Regions from separate parts of the Gadus morhua genome. Here region 2 is linked to region 1. A link is a contact called in public Hi-C data. All regions are on one chromosome and are shown on one strand. Each heading gives the region's core, a stretch centred on a gene start, on an enhancer-like site or on the middle of the called end of the contact. The rest is flanking DNA. Distances are from core to core; before and after follow the strand shown. Region 1 holds the start of dhrs9 (dehydrogenase/reductase (SDR family) member 9). Region 2 holds the start of xirp2a (xin actin binding repeat containing 2a).

Region 1 (7,388 bases), core at 2,819-5,318:
GGATTACCCTTCTTTGCGGTGAGCGAGAAGAGTTTGCTGCCTTGAATTACTCCGTATGCACGGTCAGATAATTACATAGGGGGCTGACCTGGGTTCGTCAGACGTGGCCTGCCAATCTTGGCTGGCGTAGTGATAAAGTGCTTCTGAGGGATACGCGGGGAGGCGTACCCCATATGTGAGATACCTCACTCATGCTGTAGGGAACAGGGGTTATGGTCGTAACCTTAAGATATTGCATGTATGGAGGCGCTTGGCTTAGCCTAACTTAAAATGTCTGGTCACCAAGTTGCCATTTAAACTCCACAGAGGTGGAGATCAGAAGTCTATAAGCTACAGGAAAGGCGGACCAGCAAGGCAAGATTCAGTGATCTGGTCGAGTTCACTGATAAAAACAACTACGGATCACAACACACCCTGTATGTTGCAACATTCAAGATAAAAAACTAGTTTGCAAGACTAGGTCAAAGGAGTCCAGAGTTATCAAGTCACAGAGGCTGAAATTCCCCAGCAACAGCTTTGCAAGCAGTCTGGCAAACTTTAAGGCTAATACAATCTCACCCTCGCCTCAAAACAGATATACTCACAAGCTATTACCTCTCATCTCAACTCAAAAGATCAGCTTCTTAAAATAAAAGGGAATCTGTTCAAGGCACATGAGCACAAACTTTACTAGTCGCCCCTGATTAAATCAAACCCGTCCAACTGTGCTTCACATAGGTAAAATGGAAAATGAAAAGGAATAAAATTATGACCAACCGAAGAGTCTGAAACATCAAAGAACGGTGTGGAGGCTTCTCTGAAAGCATATGGGCATATTGGGGCCTGTGAAGAGGAGTGAGTATTATCTATTGTGTCTATTAAAGTGAAATCCAGCAAAAGAAATGAAATAGTGCAAATATATGTATTCCTTGACCGTGCTTGCTCAGCTATGGTTTGTATAGAGTAGACCAACTCAAACACCCGTTGTATATCAGAGGAAAGGGAACAAACATCCTTCTCCGCACCATGGCTCAAGAAAAGACAGTCAGCAGTCACATAGTCTCAGGTCTGGAGGTGAACACATTTTCGAACTGGTAAAGCAAATGTTGGAAAGTATCTTTAAATTGGTGACTTTCAATGTTTGTAAATATTGCTTAATTGTAACTGTCCACTTGTTCCATCATTTTATTTATTGTTTATTATTGTTTATTTTTTATATTCCCTTACTTGTTCGAAATAAAAAAATATTTTCAATTCAATTCAATACATTCACACAGCCCTCCCAGAGGCTTACGCAGAAGACCATACCTGTCACCAAACAAAGCACCCCAAACCCGAATCTATCTAAGTGTCCATACCTCAAAAAGAGAGGGTCAAAAAGAGCAGTAAAGATCTCCCTCGCCTGGGTGGTTAATGGTCCATTAAGAGGATGAAAAGAAAAGGTAACAAAAATCATTCAATCTCTGCCACCAGGATTTCATTGTTCAACCTTCAGGAGCTACGGGTCTCACAGTACAATAAAGAATTCAATGAATACACATATGGAGACACAAAGGAAATGCCTTAGAAGACAAAAAGTTCTAGAAGATTGCTAAAGACTCAGCCAACATTGTGGATGAACACTACAGTCTCAGGTGACCGTTCAGGAAAGAAGTTTTTGACGGGCTGATAATCATGTTGCTGAGCATGGTATTTCCAACCTTAAAAAGAAATTTCCAAAGAAATGAGGCATTTCATGATGAATGCAAGGAATTTCTCACTGATGTAATTGACATAGACTACACTGAGGCAGTGCCACAGGGGAAGCTAACGTGCGAAGACGGGTGTACCACTCCCAGAGAGGCAAACTCAGGACTTGTGTTTGAATGTGGTGCATCTTTCTCACAACTCCGAAATTCTTCAATGCCCTGACTTAACCAATCTTCTCATAGGGGTACTCGCCAGATTCAGCCAGCAGCCAATCGGAATGATGGATGGTTTTAAATCAAGGTTCTGCATATTGTGTACCTATAAACAGCATATAATGACTGTTTTGTGCTTTTATGCAGGAAACCTCAGCCTTAAAGGGGATGGGATCACCTACTTACTTATTCAATCCTCAGAATGAACCCAATAAAGGGGTAGTCATCTCATGTTTACATAAAAATGTAGGCGTAGATGTTACATTTGTAGTAGCGACATAGCTAGTAGCGACATAGCTAGTCTGCAGCAGGAGCCACATGTGTTTGCTTGCTTTCAGCTTGGCTTACTTCATCTAGTCTATAACTTATAGCTACTCTGCAGCAGGAGCTACATGTTTTTGCTTGCTTTTAGCTTGGCTTACTTCATCTACTCAACAACTTTCCAGATCCAATGAGGAAATAACTGCAGAAGCCCCCAGCTGCTGGAGAAGGGACACCTGATCTCTACTATATTCTACAAAGCACCTTTTAAACACATGTTATTGAAGCAAATAATATTTTCTTTGACTAGGACTGTCTGACTTAATAATTGGGTCAAACCTGAACTATAAATATTTCATGAGGAAACAGGAAATAATTTTTAATAAATGAACAGTGTATTTTTCTTACTGCTACATCATTCTACTTGTTTATCGCAGAAGTTTATTTTGTGGAGCTTTAATAGCGCTTTTGTTCACATATTTGTTAATGATAAAGTTTGTTTGAGAAATATTTTTATTTATAAAAATTTAAAAATCGATTTTGTCTGAAACCTTTGTGATGTTTTTTGTCTATATTTTTACTGAGAATGAGTTGGTGGTGATAAGGCAGCACTTCTGCCTTATCACCAGTGTAGTGACCCTGAATGTGTCGGTAAAATAATTTTGAGCCACTGATAACCTTTAATGCTACCTACGCCCCTAGAGGGGCAGCACCTGATCTCGCCTCGGGCACCATAATGGCTAGAGCCGGCCCTGGTTTTAACTCTTATCCATGGTCGGGGCAGTGTTACAAATGTTCAAAGCCACTTTAAGTGGGACGTTATAGGAACGGAGGGAAGTACATTATGTTAAACATAGGGATAAGAAAAAGGTAACTCTAGAAAGCAGGTAGCCTGGGAACCACATCAATCTCACAAGATCATGATTAGAAAACATGCGGAGAGGAGTGAAAAGTTTAACGATTGCAAGCAAAAGTGCTGAAGTTGGGAGTTTTTAATTGCATCAACTAAAATACTGGAATTAATATTTTTTCCTTTACGCCTGGAGTGTATCATTCTTGGGGGTAAAATAATACAGTTAAAGTGATGTTTACCAGCACAAGCTAAATCCATAGTATAATGGAGATCCACGTGTGATGTTGAATTTTTTATATTTACAAATGTAGGCCCTGATTGCCCCCCATAGTGGACACACACATGCACACACACACACACACACACACACACACACACACACACACACACACACACACACACACACACACACACACACGGACACACACACACACACACACACACACACACACACACACACACACACACACACACGGACACACGCACACGCACATACAGGTACGCACGCAAGCGCGCACACATGCACGCACAAATAGAGCATGAACAAGTGCATGTGCTGACAAATAAACAGCACTGGTTGAGTTGGCCCTTTTGAGGCCTAGTTCACAGTGTATTTGCTTTGGAATTTCATGTCTAATCTGTTAAATGGCCACTGAACCAAATTATATCAAAGCGTTGCAGCCAACAAAGGATTAATAATTGGCCGACAATATTTGGAATGAGATCGAATTGGTGTCAAAGGGCATGAACAGAGAAGGGCTGTCGTGTGGTGCGTTCAGAGTATACAAAGAAGTCCGATATCTGCAACGTTGCTGCCACCTGGTGTACACTTCACTCCTTTAAAATAGTAAGTTATTAGTTAGTTTCTTTTACGTTTTGCTCAAGCATCCAACTCACATTTTTCTAAATAACCTTAACACGTTTTAGGTTTCCAATTTAGCCCCATCGTGGCCTTTCAACACCATCAGACCAATCCAGTTTCGTATACCTTGTCAGAGCATTTATTCACAGGATACTATCCGGGCTCCAGCCTCGGGATTGGTGGAAACAAACACGAACCAAGAGAAAGTGCACCGCCCCATGGCACCGCCCCGTGTAACCCTTTCCCTACAGAGTAAGGAGCGCTACTTTCCGCTCCACACACACGTGAATTTGCAGCTGTGATCGTTGGGTTCAAATCTCCCTCAGCTTGAAGACTGGAGGCTTTAACTCAGCAGAAAGTAAGCATTTTCTTTTCACTGCACCGTCTGTTTTGTATTTCTGTGTGACGGAAATAATAATCAATGTTTTTGTTATTAGTATTATTCATTTGTAACTTTTTTGACAAGATGTAGGCATTGCTGGCGGTCAATATATTGGCCTATATGCCGCCTACCGTTCCTAGATATATGGATAGACGCCTATTAAGACATATTAAAAACGGTTATTGAACGAGTTGTGAACGTTTAGGCGAAACCAAGACTGATGATGAGATTTTTTAGTAAAGCCTTTCTCTATTTACTGCATGGTTCAGTCCTGTGTGGATCCAGTACAGTGCGCTAGACACAGACCTGGATGGCAGCAGCAAGGCCTGCACTCTGTTTACTCCCTACTATATCTACTTTATCTACTCCCTACAGCAGGTTCAAAAAAATAACAGCAGGGTATGAAGTAGGTCTGTGAGTTTTCTGGGACATTTTGAGAGCTTTGGAGCAAGTGTGTGTGTGTGTGTGTGTGTGTGTGTGTGTGTGTGTGTGTGTGTGTGTGTGTGTGTGTGTGTGTGTGTGTGTGTGTGTTTGATATCTGTATTTGTGTGTGATTGATATCTGTATTTGTGTGTGTGTGTGTGTGTGTGTGTATATACACACACACACATACAAATATATACACACATAAATATATATGTGTGTGTGTGTGTGTGTGTGTGTGAGGGAGAACTAGATAACGAGAAAAGATTGTGGCCAAGGTTCAAGGTTTTGATGACAGCTTACCTTCCTGGCACTTGTGAAGACAAGAGATAAAATAATCTGACCCTAACCCTAACCCTCAATTAGCTAGAACAGACACTACAGAACCTTCTCTTGCAGTGGGCCACAGTAGTAATGGAACCATGTTAGACATGTGAAACACAGCAAGCTAACATTTTATACCCCAACTAAAAGTAGTTGTTGCAGTTTCAGCAGCAGTTGTATGATATTGGCAGTATTAGTGGGATGGGGTAAAGGGTGTTCAAATAGATAATTGTGTAGGATAGATTTATGTACAGATTTCCTACACACAGCCGGCATGCAAGTACCAATTAACTAACAGTGGGCCTGTTCCCCAGTAGAGCTTTATGTCAAGCAATGTCCTATCTTCATGGACCACGTAAATATTTGAACATTGTGTGCAATGTTGGTTTTGTTTGGTCGTTTGGTGTCTGTTGCGTTTTTAATCTTTGTCTATTGTCATTGATACAGTAAACCACTCTCAGCCTATATAACCTGAGACAAACGATTCTGTAGTGAGCTGGTTTTTAACGAAAGTGAAAAAGAAATTGGGATTTAAAGCTAACCTATTATACCAACAGCTGTGGGTGTGTTTTACATTTTTGGTGGGAGATTTTTAAATGTGACATATTATACCACCGGGTGTCTGTGTGATTAGCCGTTACAAGCCGTTTTCAAAAAATCGTCCTCTTCTGACATCACGTGGGCGACGCCCACCTGATAAGCAACGTTTGACTGTAGCAAACGTTGCCAGGCTTGTAGACTGATCTATCCAACAGGCTTGTAGACTTATCTATCCAGCACACATCTAGGTTGACATGCTCACTTGTGACATCAGAAGAGCCAGATTTTTCAAAACGTCTTGTAACGGCTAATCACACAGACACCCGGTGGTATAATATGTCACATTTAAAAATCTCCCACCAAAAATGTGAAATGTAAAAAATGTAAAATAATAAAATAACTATCTGTGTGTCCTCTGTGTGTCCGATCTCCCTTGTTTCTTGGGCGGTTCAGGCATGTACCTGTACGTCCTGGGCGCGGTCGTCGTCTACTACCTGTACCGCTGGCTGCGGGAGTTGGCCCGCGTGGGCGACAAGGCCACCAAGCACGTGTACATCACGGGCTGCGACTCGGGCTTCGGCAACATGCTGGCGGGCCACCTGGACTCGCTGGGCTTCAGCGTGATCGCCGGCTGCTTCACGGAGAAGGGCGAGGAGGACCTGCGTAAGCGCTGCTCCTCCAGGATGACCACGGCGCACCTCAACGTCCGCAGCCAGGAGAGCATCGCCAAGGTGGCCGCCATGATCAAGGCCAAAGTGGGAGAGCGCGGTGCGTTGGGTTCCGTGGCAGGGTTTCCCACAGCACTTTATAGCGGCAGGAAACCCTGTGTTGTGGTTTCTTTTTTTTAAGATATATTTTTTCGACATTTTTATGATTTATTATAGAGTGAGATAGAGAGGAAGGTATGGGAGATGGAGGGGAGGACATGCAACAAATGACTACGGACAGGATTTGAACCCGGGTCACTGTGTTCAGTACTGAGCCCGGGTGAGCCACCAGGGCTTGCCCCCTGTTGTGGTTTCTGTCCATGGCTTGTGTGAAAACCTGGCCCTTGGGCCCACTGTGGTTCAGAAACACCTTTTTTGAAACAGAAAATTAATACTCCTGGAACCTCGATCTTACAGTTCTACAAAAGTTAGTGTGTGTGTGTGTGTGTGTGTGTGTGTGTGTGTGTGTGTGTGTGTGTGTGTGTGTGTGTGTGTGTGTGTGTGTGTGTGTGTGTGTGTGTGTGTGTGTGTGTGTGTGTGTGTGTGTGTGTTCCTCAGGCCTGTGGGCGGTGGTCAACAACGCCGGGGTGGCCACGCCGTCTTCGCCATGGGATTGGCTGACCTTCGAGGACTACAAGGGCATGATGGAGGTCAACATAGACGGGGTGGTCGCCGTGACGCTGAGCGTGCTGCCGCTCATCAAGAAGTCCCGAGGCCGGGTGGTGAACGTGGCCAGCGTGTTCGGCAGAGTCAGTGCCTGCTCCGGTGCCTACTGCATCTCTAAGTACGCCGTGGAGTCCTTCACCGACAGCCTCAGGTTGGAGCATAGCAGCCGCCGCAAAAAAGAGAGTTCACAAAGTCCGCTTTTTACCGAAGTTTCGAAGTGGTAAATCTTTCGCTAATTCACGTTAGCAATTCTTAGCCATTTTTGTTTAATTTGTTCGATTCTATGTTCTAATTCCTCGAAGCAATTATATTCGTTAATTGTCAGCCCGATTTTCTCTTTTACTCTCTAGCCTCTATTTCTGATGGTTTCTTTTGTTAGCCAATTTGCCATTGACAACTGTGTACTACTGTTGGCAGAGATCCCTGCCTCTAGCCTCATTATTGATCTGAACAATTTCAGCTTGTCTGCCAACAGACTTTAGGTGTGAAT
Region 2 (7,388 bases), core at 2,995-5,494, 280 kb before region 1:
GTAAAAGTCTATTTTCCATCAACCATCAGTTCATTATGTTGTCACCCAACGTGGAATACTAGGCCATTAAAGTTTACAATGCAAATATTTATTTGCTCCACTGCCACCCGAAGGCAGTGTCGTAGCCTGCTGTTCGTTATTAGCAGTTGATGAAAGAAAGAAATACGTATAGCAGAGGCAGGAAAAACGATAGTAGGGAAGTCAATTCTTTTTTATAAGCTGATAAACACATTTTTTATGAGAAAAAAGAGCGAAATCTTTGTCAAAGTCATTTAATTTCCTTGCGCTCTCCTCCAGTCCCAATTTAAAGTAGTACTTCCTAGATTAAATGTGATTTTATTGGAATCTGTCAAAATATATTAAATAAAGGTATTTGCCTGTAGGTTAAATAGAACTTAGGTTTTCTGTTGAAAACCTTGCTGGATGTAGTTGTGGATGGCAAAAACAGAATGTATTAATCTATAATTAATTTATAGCTAAACAATTCAACATCTCAAAATATGTTTCTATATATATTTAAACACTATATGCATTTTTATCAAATCTATCCTAAGCTGCAACTACACATCACAAACAGCAGAGGGTAGCGTGTCCATTTTAAAGGAAATGCGTCAAGTCATTGGTGCTACACGAAAAGGCCTGAAAGAGGCGCTGGTGATGCGACCGAGAAAGAATAAGGCGTATAATTCAGTCAATGCTGCACATTTAGCACAGGCCTATAACAATATTTCCTTTAAAAAAACAAGACTTTGTTATGATTTAGCAATTGCTTATCCGTTCAAGATGGAGTAAACATGTACCCTTTCATTGAATACCCCTTTTCATTCATGTTAATTAATATGCTGTGCGAGCAGTTAAAAGTTAAATTAATTGACTTGCCTAATTCTTACTACTTTAAGTTTAAACATTCCGGTTTTTAAGTGTCTGTAGTGTTTTTAGGCCTACTGCCTCTACAATAAATAATATATTTTTTCATAACACATTACATTTATTTGATTTACTGCTAGTGGATTATTAATGAGATACAAAATCTACGTTCCAAACAAACCTTCGTATTGTTCAAAAGATCTTTTAAAAAAAAAAGTATTTTAACTGATTGAATAATATTTTACCTTTAAATTAATTTTGAAATTGAAAACAATCTAATAAATGTAAAATCCTCGTTTTTGGGACCACTTGTGGAAACTTTGGGCCAATGGTGCAACGTGTCTAGTTGAGTGTACTCTATACAGCAACATGTAAAAATACATGATGCTCAGTCTGTTGCAGTTGCTGCTGTTGAGTATATAATTAGCTTTGTTTTTGTCATTCAAAATAGTAGCACGATATGCTTCTGAATAGGAGGTAATCCTCCTATTCATAATCCTTATTTTTCTGAGGTTAGGAGGGAAATGCTCAGAAGCATAGAAGCCCTTTTGGACCAAATGGAAATAGCCTACATGGAAATAAGTGACCAGAAATCAGAAACTCTTCGCAGATTTCAACCTTTGGACGAATGTTACCCTGACTATGACCTTGAACATAAAATCAACCAGGGTATCCCCACTAGGACCTAGTACGCCCTAACGACCAGGGAACCCCACTAGCAACTTGTACACCCTAACGATTAGGGTACCCCTATGACCTAGAACCCCCTTACACCCAGGATACCCTACTATGACCTGGTACCCCAATATGAAACAGTTATCCCATTAGCTGTAGTCTGATTTAAACAAACAAACAGGTGTAAACCGCTAGTGCCTGAAGCAAACTCGTTACCATGATTGGATCCACCTGTCCTAATTACTTAACTGTGTTTTCTGCATGGTTTTCTTCCTGTTTCACTTTACTTGTTTTCATCTTGACAGACTCCATCCAGAAAGACCATATGTTGCTGCTACTGCCATGGTTATTACTCTGATTAATTTGTCAAGTTGTTCAGGCCGTGAGTGTGGGCTATAGTGGTCTAGGCATGTGCGTGAGAGAAGGCAGGCACCGAATTTGTGAACACAGCATTTTACTGTTGATTGAGAATTTAAATGACAACGGTGTGTTTTTTTGTTCAGTCTAGTGTTGCCTTAGCTTAAATCATGCGTGTGTGTGTTTGTGCGTCTGTTTGTGTGTGTGTGTTTGTGTGTGTATGCGCGTACGCTAACTGTATGCCTATCCGGCTGCCATATGTGCATATCAAGGTGCATTAATATGTTTCGCTAAATATAGAGCCAAAGAACCTCAGAGACATTCTAATTAGAACCGGGAGAGAGACGCGGTTGTGAATCTCATTAGCAGAACAGGATGCAGGTCCGCGAGGTGTTGTGTAACGGAGCGAACATCGGATCCGCAGGCGAGTTACCTCACCCCTCGGATCCGATAAAATAAGCATTGACCCAAACACTAGAGCCAACTGAAAGTGACTCTCTCGCAGGTGTACTGTAACCATGGCGCCCTCTTAATTATGCATCCACCGCCGTGTCCACTGCCCCGGCCTTCGGAGTGGGCTCCTATCAGCAGGCCATTCATTAGGACCCGCTCGTTTCGGATTTACAGCCATCCAAGAAACCAATTGCTGTTGAATAGCGATCCGTCAACGCCTCTGTTTCAGGCCCTGTTTCCCTGTCCTTCTCGCTCTCTCGCTCTTGTTTTTTTTCTTTTCTCCTCATTCTGTCATTCATGGCTGCGAGGCTCGCAGTAAGTATCTATCAATGCTCGATCTCAGCTCTCAGCGCTGTCTTTTCCAGACACCAATATATCTCTCTGTCTCTCTCTCTCTTTCCTTTCTCTCAGCTTCTCTCTCGTCTCTCTCTCTCTCTCTCTCCCTCCGTCTCTCTCTCACTCTCCTTTCTCTCTGTCTCTCTCTTTCTGTCTCTCTCTCTCTCTTTCTGCTAACTCTCTCTCTCTCTCTCTCTCTCTCTCTCTCTCTCTCTCTCTCTCTCTCTCTCTCTCTCTCTCTCTCTCTCTCTCACTGCTTATTCTCTCTCTCTCGCTCTCTCTCTCTCTCTCTGTCTGCTAACTGTTACTCTCTCTATCTCTGCTCACTCTCTCTCTCTGCTCACTCTCTCTACCGTGGTTTGGCACATCTTTGTTTTCCCCTCAAACTTGTTAAAAAAGCACAAACTCACACACAAACAAACACATACCCACATAAACAAACACACAGACACACACGCATAAAAACAAATAAAAACACAAACACAGGGAAAACTCAAGGACATTCTCACCGTGAGAGAATGCCACACACTGTGAGAACAAGCAGTCAAACGGCGACAGGAAGATGGAAAGCGAGAGTGTGTGGATACCCAAACAGGAAACCAGCATAATTAATGTGCCAATTCAAACCAACTTCCTGTCCTTCCTCGTTGGCACACAGAGCGGGGGGGAAAAAAACGATCGCCAGGGAATTCGCTGTCTGCGGGCGGTGACAGCGGCGGTTCACCGGTGAACAATACGAAAAATTATGGATCTGTAGTCATGGCGACTCCCCAAGCCGGCAGGGATCAGCGTTCGTTAGGCCCGTGGTGATTCACAGGCTTTATTGGATAATGAGATTCTCCCTAAACAAGTCTGAAAGTGACTGCGAGCGACGGAGTGATTGCAGAACAGGCGATGTGGGAGTGGGGGAGGGGGTTTCAAATCAGACTCCGCTCCCCTTCCCGGACGGCATCAGGGCTTTTGTCTGGCTTCCTGCGCTGGGAATTGCACTGTTAGCCGGTGGCTCCGAAACTGACTCAGACCTGCCTCGGCTGGGCTGGTGTGGTTCTTGTTTATTCAGTTTTCCTTCTCCCTTCCGCTTTTTTGTCTTTGTTAAGTGTCTTTATTTGTCCGTTCCTCTCTTTCTCTTTGAGAGTGAGTGGATATTGAGGAGGCATGTGTCAGTTGTTTATATGTGTGTGTGTGTGTGTGTGTGTGTGTGTGTGTGTGTGTGTGTGTGTGTGTGTGTGTGTGTGTGTGTGTGTGCAAAGGGAGGGCTAAAGCTTATTTTCCCTCCTCCAGCTTTCCTTCTCTTCTCCTCCTCTTCCCATGTCTGCACACAGAGAGCGTGAGAGAGCACTCTTCTCTGACCACTTTCTTACCATTACTCTTTCCATTCCTTCTTTCTCTCTTTCTTGAATTCTCTTTAACCACCTGTGAATCTTTTAGATTCGAGCCTTCTGAGCTGAGAGAGAGAGAGAGAGAGAGAGAGAGAGAGAGAGAGAGAGAGAGAGAGAGAGAGAGAGAGAGAGAGAGAGAGAGAGAGAGAGAGAGAGAGAGAGAGAGAGAGAGAGAGAGAGAGAGAGAGAGAGGGGGGAGACTGCTGAGTTAACTGCTTGTGTGTGTAAAGACCACAAGAAGGAGAGACAGGAGGTAACAAGGGGTGAGAGAGAGAGTTGGCTGATTTAACTGCTTGTGTAATCACAAGAGACGGAGAGAGAGAAAGGGAGAGAGGGCAAGACGAGGGTAGAGAGACACCAGAATTAAGTGAGAGAGAGAGAGAGAGAGAGACAGGGTGAGCTAAGGGGAGCGAGAAGCGAACGTGGAGGGAAAGGAGATACGCGTCCCGACAACAATGGAAACTCAATCAGGAAACGGAGACGAGGCGGAGGCCGGGGGGGGAAGCGGCGTGTCACTGACCCCGCGCTCCACTTCCTGTCGCCCCCCTGGACCCGGAGCCGCAGCCACGGCAACGGAGGCCAAAAGCAGCGAGCGCTTCGACGTGCGACTGAAAGACCTGCGCAGGGTGTTCGAGACGCCGGCCTCCTCCGCAGTGAGTAGGGCGCCCGCTCCCACGGGACTTTTACTTTGCTGAGTCGGCTCCTTGGTTCTCCGCTGGAAGGCTGGAAAGGTGGTTGTGTAAGGTCAGGTTTATTTTACTGTTATTATTGATTTATGTAGTGTTTTAGAGTGCTTTAAGAGTTGCTGTTTGATCCGGCCCGACTGGCACCGGCTCTGCAGATGAGACAGAATGGAATTTTGATGAATTGCTTGTGAACTTTTATTTTCTTAAAATGAGGTTGAAGGGAAGGTTTACTTTCCTAAACGACATGTCAGAGAACTCTCTTTTTCGTTTCTTCGATGACGTGTCACAGAACATTTATTTTCTCATGTGTCGCAGAACCTTTTTTTTCTTAGACCGAGGTGTCAGTGTAGTGTCTTCAAGGAAATGTCACCGTTTTTAGTATTCGGACATTGAATAGTGCAGAATCTTTCTTTTCTTAAGACGAGATAAGAATACAACTTTTATTTTCTTAAATTACGTGTCACCGAATGTTTACAACGTTTATTTTCTTAAATGACATGTCACAAATGTTTATCATGTTTATTTTCTTAAATAATATGTCACCAAATGTTTATTTCCTGAGCTTTCATTTCAGGAACTTTTAATTTTCTCATGAGCTCTCACACAACATCTATGCATCAGCTGAGATGGCACACATTTCATTTTGAACTTTCACATTTCCAATGAGCTGGAACACAGCCATGGCACCACCTGGGTCAAAATAAACTGTCAATGTAGCTAACCGATCGTTAACTACACCTCTCTGGTGGTATATTTTCCACTGGCTGAGGTTTGACTGCATTTTTAACACTGTTGGGGCATTTATCAGATTTTCAATATATTGAAATATTCATGAACTGCTGGACCTTTACCTTCAGTTCATTCAATGGCTTGTGTGTGTGTGGGGGGGGGGGGGGGAGGGGATTGTGTATGTGTGTGTGTGTGTGTGTGTTCGTGTGTGGGTGGTGATCTCAACTTTCCTATGCAATGCGACACTGTGAGGCTGTGCCTGTGTGTGTGTGCGTGTGCATGTCTATGTGTGTGTGTGCAATACATTTGTGAATATGAAACCTTTTGAATCCCTATACCGTAGGCAATGGGTGCTGGACCTTGAAGCTAAGAAATAGTTTTGTGTGCAAAATCAGTTTTCAATTTTTTTCCGAAAGACGCAGGTTAAACTGCCTGTGGTGTTGCCGTGGATACGGTAGCGTGTTTGTAACTCGGTCGGCAGCAGAGCTATGATTACAGCTCCCGGTTTGTTTCTTTTTTAGTTTTCCGGTTGGGTTCAAATCGCTGACTTGGCCCTTTTCTCTTGCTGGTGGCTGAAGGTCACAGTCAAACTCCTCCTCTCCTTGGCTTTTTGCCTTGTTACTTTTTTTTCAACTGGGTTTTTCCTTTTTTCCGGTTGGGAATTGGCCTCTCCAGAAGGAAAATGTAAGCCTGTCGGAGTCGGTAATGGGGTCGTTCCAGAGAGATATTCTGCTCTCTCCTATTGAACCAGAAGCCTGTGATGGGGAGCTGAGTCTGGCGCTACATCAGCAGGAGACACTCAAAAAGTTTACCAGGAATCACTGGAATACTCTCTTTCTTTCTCTCTGCTCTCTCTATCTTGCTCTCTCTCTCTCTCTCTCTCTCTCTCTCTCTCTCTCTCTCTCTCTCTCTCTCTCTCTCTCTCATTCTCCCTCTCTCTCATTCTCCCTCTCTATCAATATCCCTCTCCCGCTCTCTATATCAGTATATTTTGTTTCTCTCTCTCTCTCTCTCTCTCTCTCTCTCTCTCTCTCTCTCTCTCTCTCTCTCTCTCTCTCTCTCTCTCTCTCTCTGTCTCTAGCCATGGAAGAAAAATCTATTTCAGGGTTTTGAACTAGTTCCCAAGTTCCTCCCCGGATAGAGGGGTCAACGGTCAAACCAGCTGAACTCTACTCAACTCAGATCAACTGCCCGCTCGGTTTTTCAGTGTCAGGGGCCAAGCTGATTATTAATTAATTGTTAAATAGCTGAATTGCTAATGCTAAAAAAATGCACAATAGCAATCTGGGATTCACTTTTAATTATGTTAATTGAGGTTATCAAGGTGTGCATTAAGCATCGGGAAATTATGTTCAATCAAGTCCATTGCAACCTCATGTCAATCGATTTCCTTCTCACTTCAGTGATGATTGGAGTCTGCTTTCCCTCTTTCCCACTTAGCGAATTACTTAAGTACACTCACATGGACAGTGCAGGTGAATGAAGCAACGTTGTTTCAGTCCTGTTGTCCACGACTTTAATGAGTATTATAAGTAGCAGAAGTAGGACAAATGACTGAACTGCGAGTTAAGTAGATCATGAATAAACTATTTACCTACTACTGCTAGTAGGTGAATTGCGGATGCATTGTGGGATCTGTAGTTTTTTGTTGTCAGAGCGTCGGCCACAGCCATACACACATTTGAGTGGCGGTGCACTGACTGGCAGATGTGGACACTGGACAACCCGTTATTTCAGGATTATTTGGAGGAACTACACTGCATGGTTGAGTGTAATGTTATAAATATCCCTGTAATTGGCACATAGGCCATGTTTGGCAGCCCTGGGAGAGAGAGAGAGAGAGAGAGAGAGAGAGAGAGAGAGAGAGAGAGAGAGAGAGAGAGAGAGAGAGAGAGAGTTGGACAGG

The links. A called contact is a pair of places that touch in the nucleus more often than the background predicts.
Region 2: a contact with region 1 is called in a Hi-C map of heart, with 4 times the contacts expected there. The contact joins the promoter of xirp2a here to the promoter of dhrs9 in region 1. A contact is called at or near these places in 4 of 6 Hi-C or Micro-C datasets (blood, gill, gonad and 1 more).

What each region holds. Positions count from the first base shown.
Region 1 is chr4:31,640,220-31,647,607 of gadMor3.0, reverse strand. It overlaps dhrs9 (dehydrogenase/reductase (SDR family) member 9), which reads left to right and starts at 4,068. Exons shown (of 5, transcript XM_030353647.1): 1 at 4,068-4,214; 2 at 5,979-6,293; 3 at 6,791-7,049. The coding sequence starts at 5,981.
Region 2 is chr4:31,923,695-31,931,082 of gadMor3.0, reverse strand. xirp2a (xin actin binding repeat containing 2a) reads left to right here and starts at 4,244. Exons shown (of 10, transcript XM_030353403.1): 1 at 4,244-4,720. The coding sequence starts at 4,523.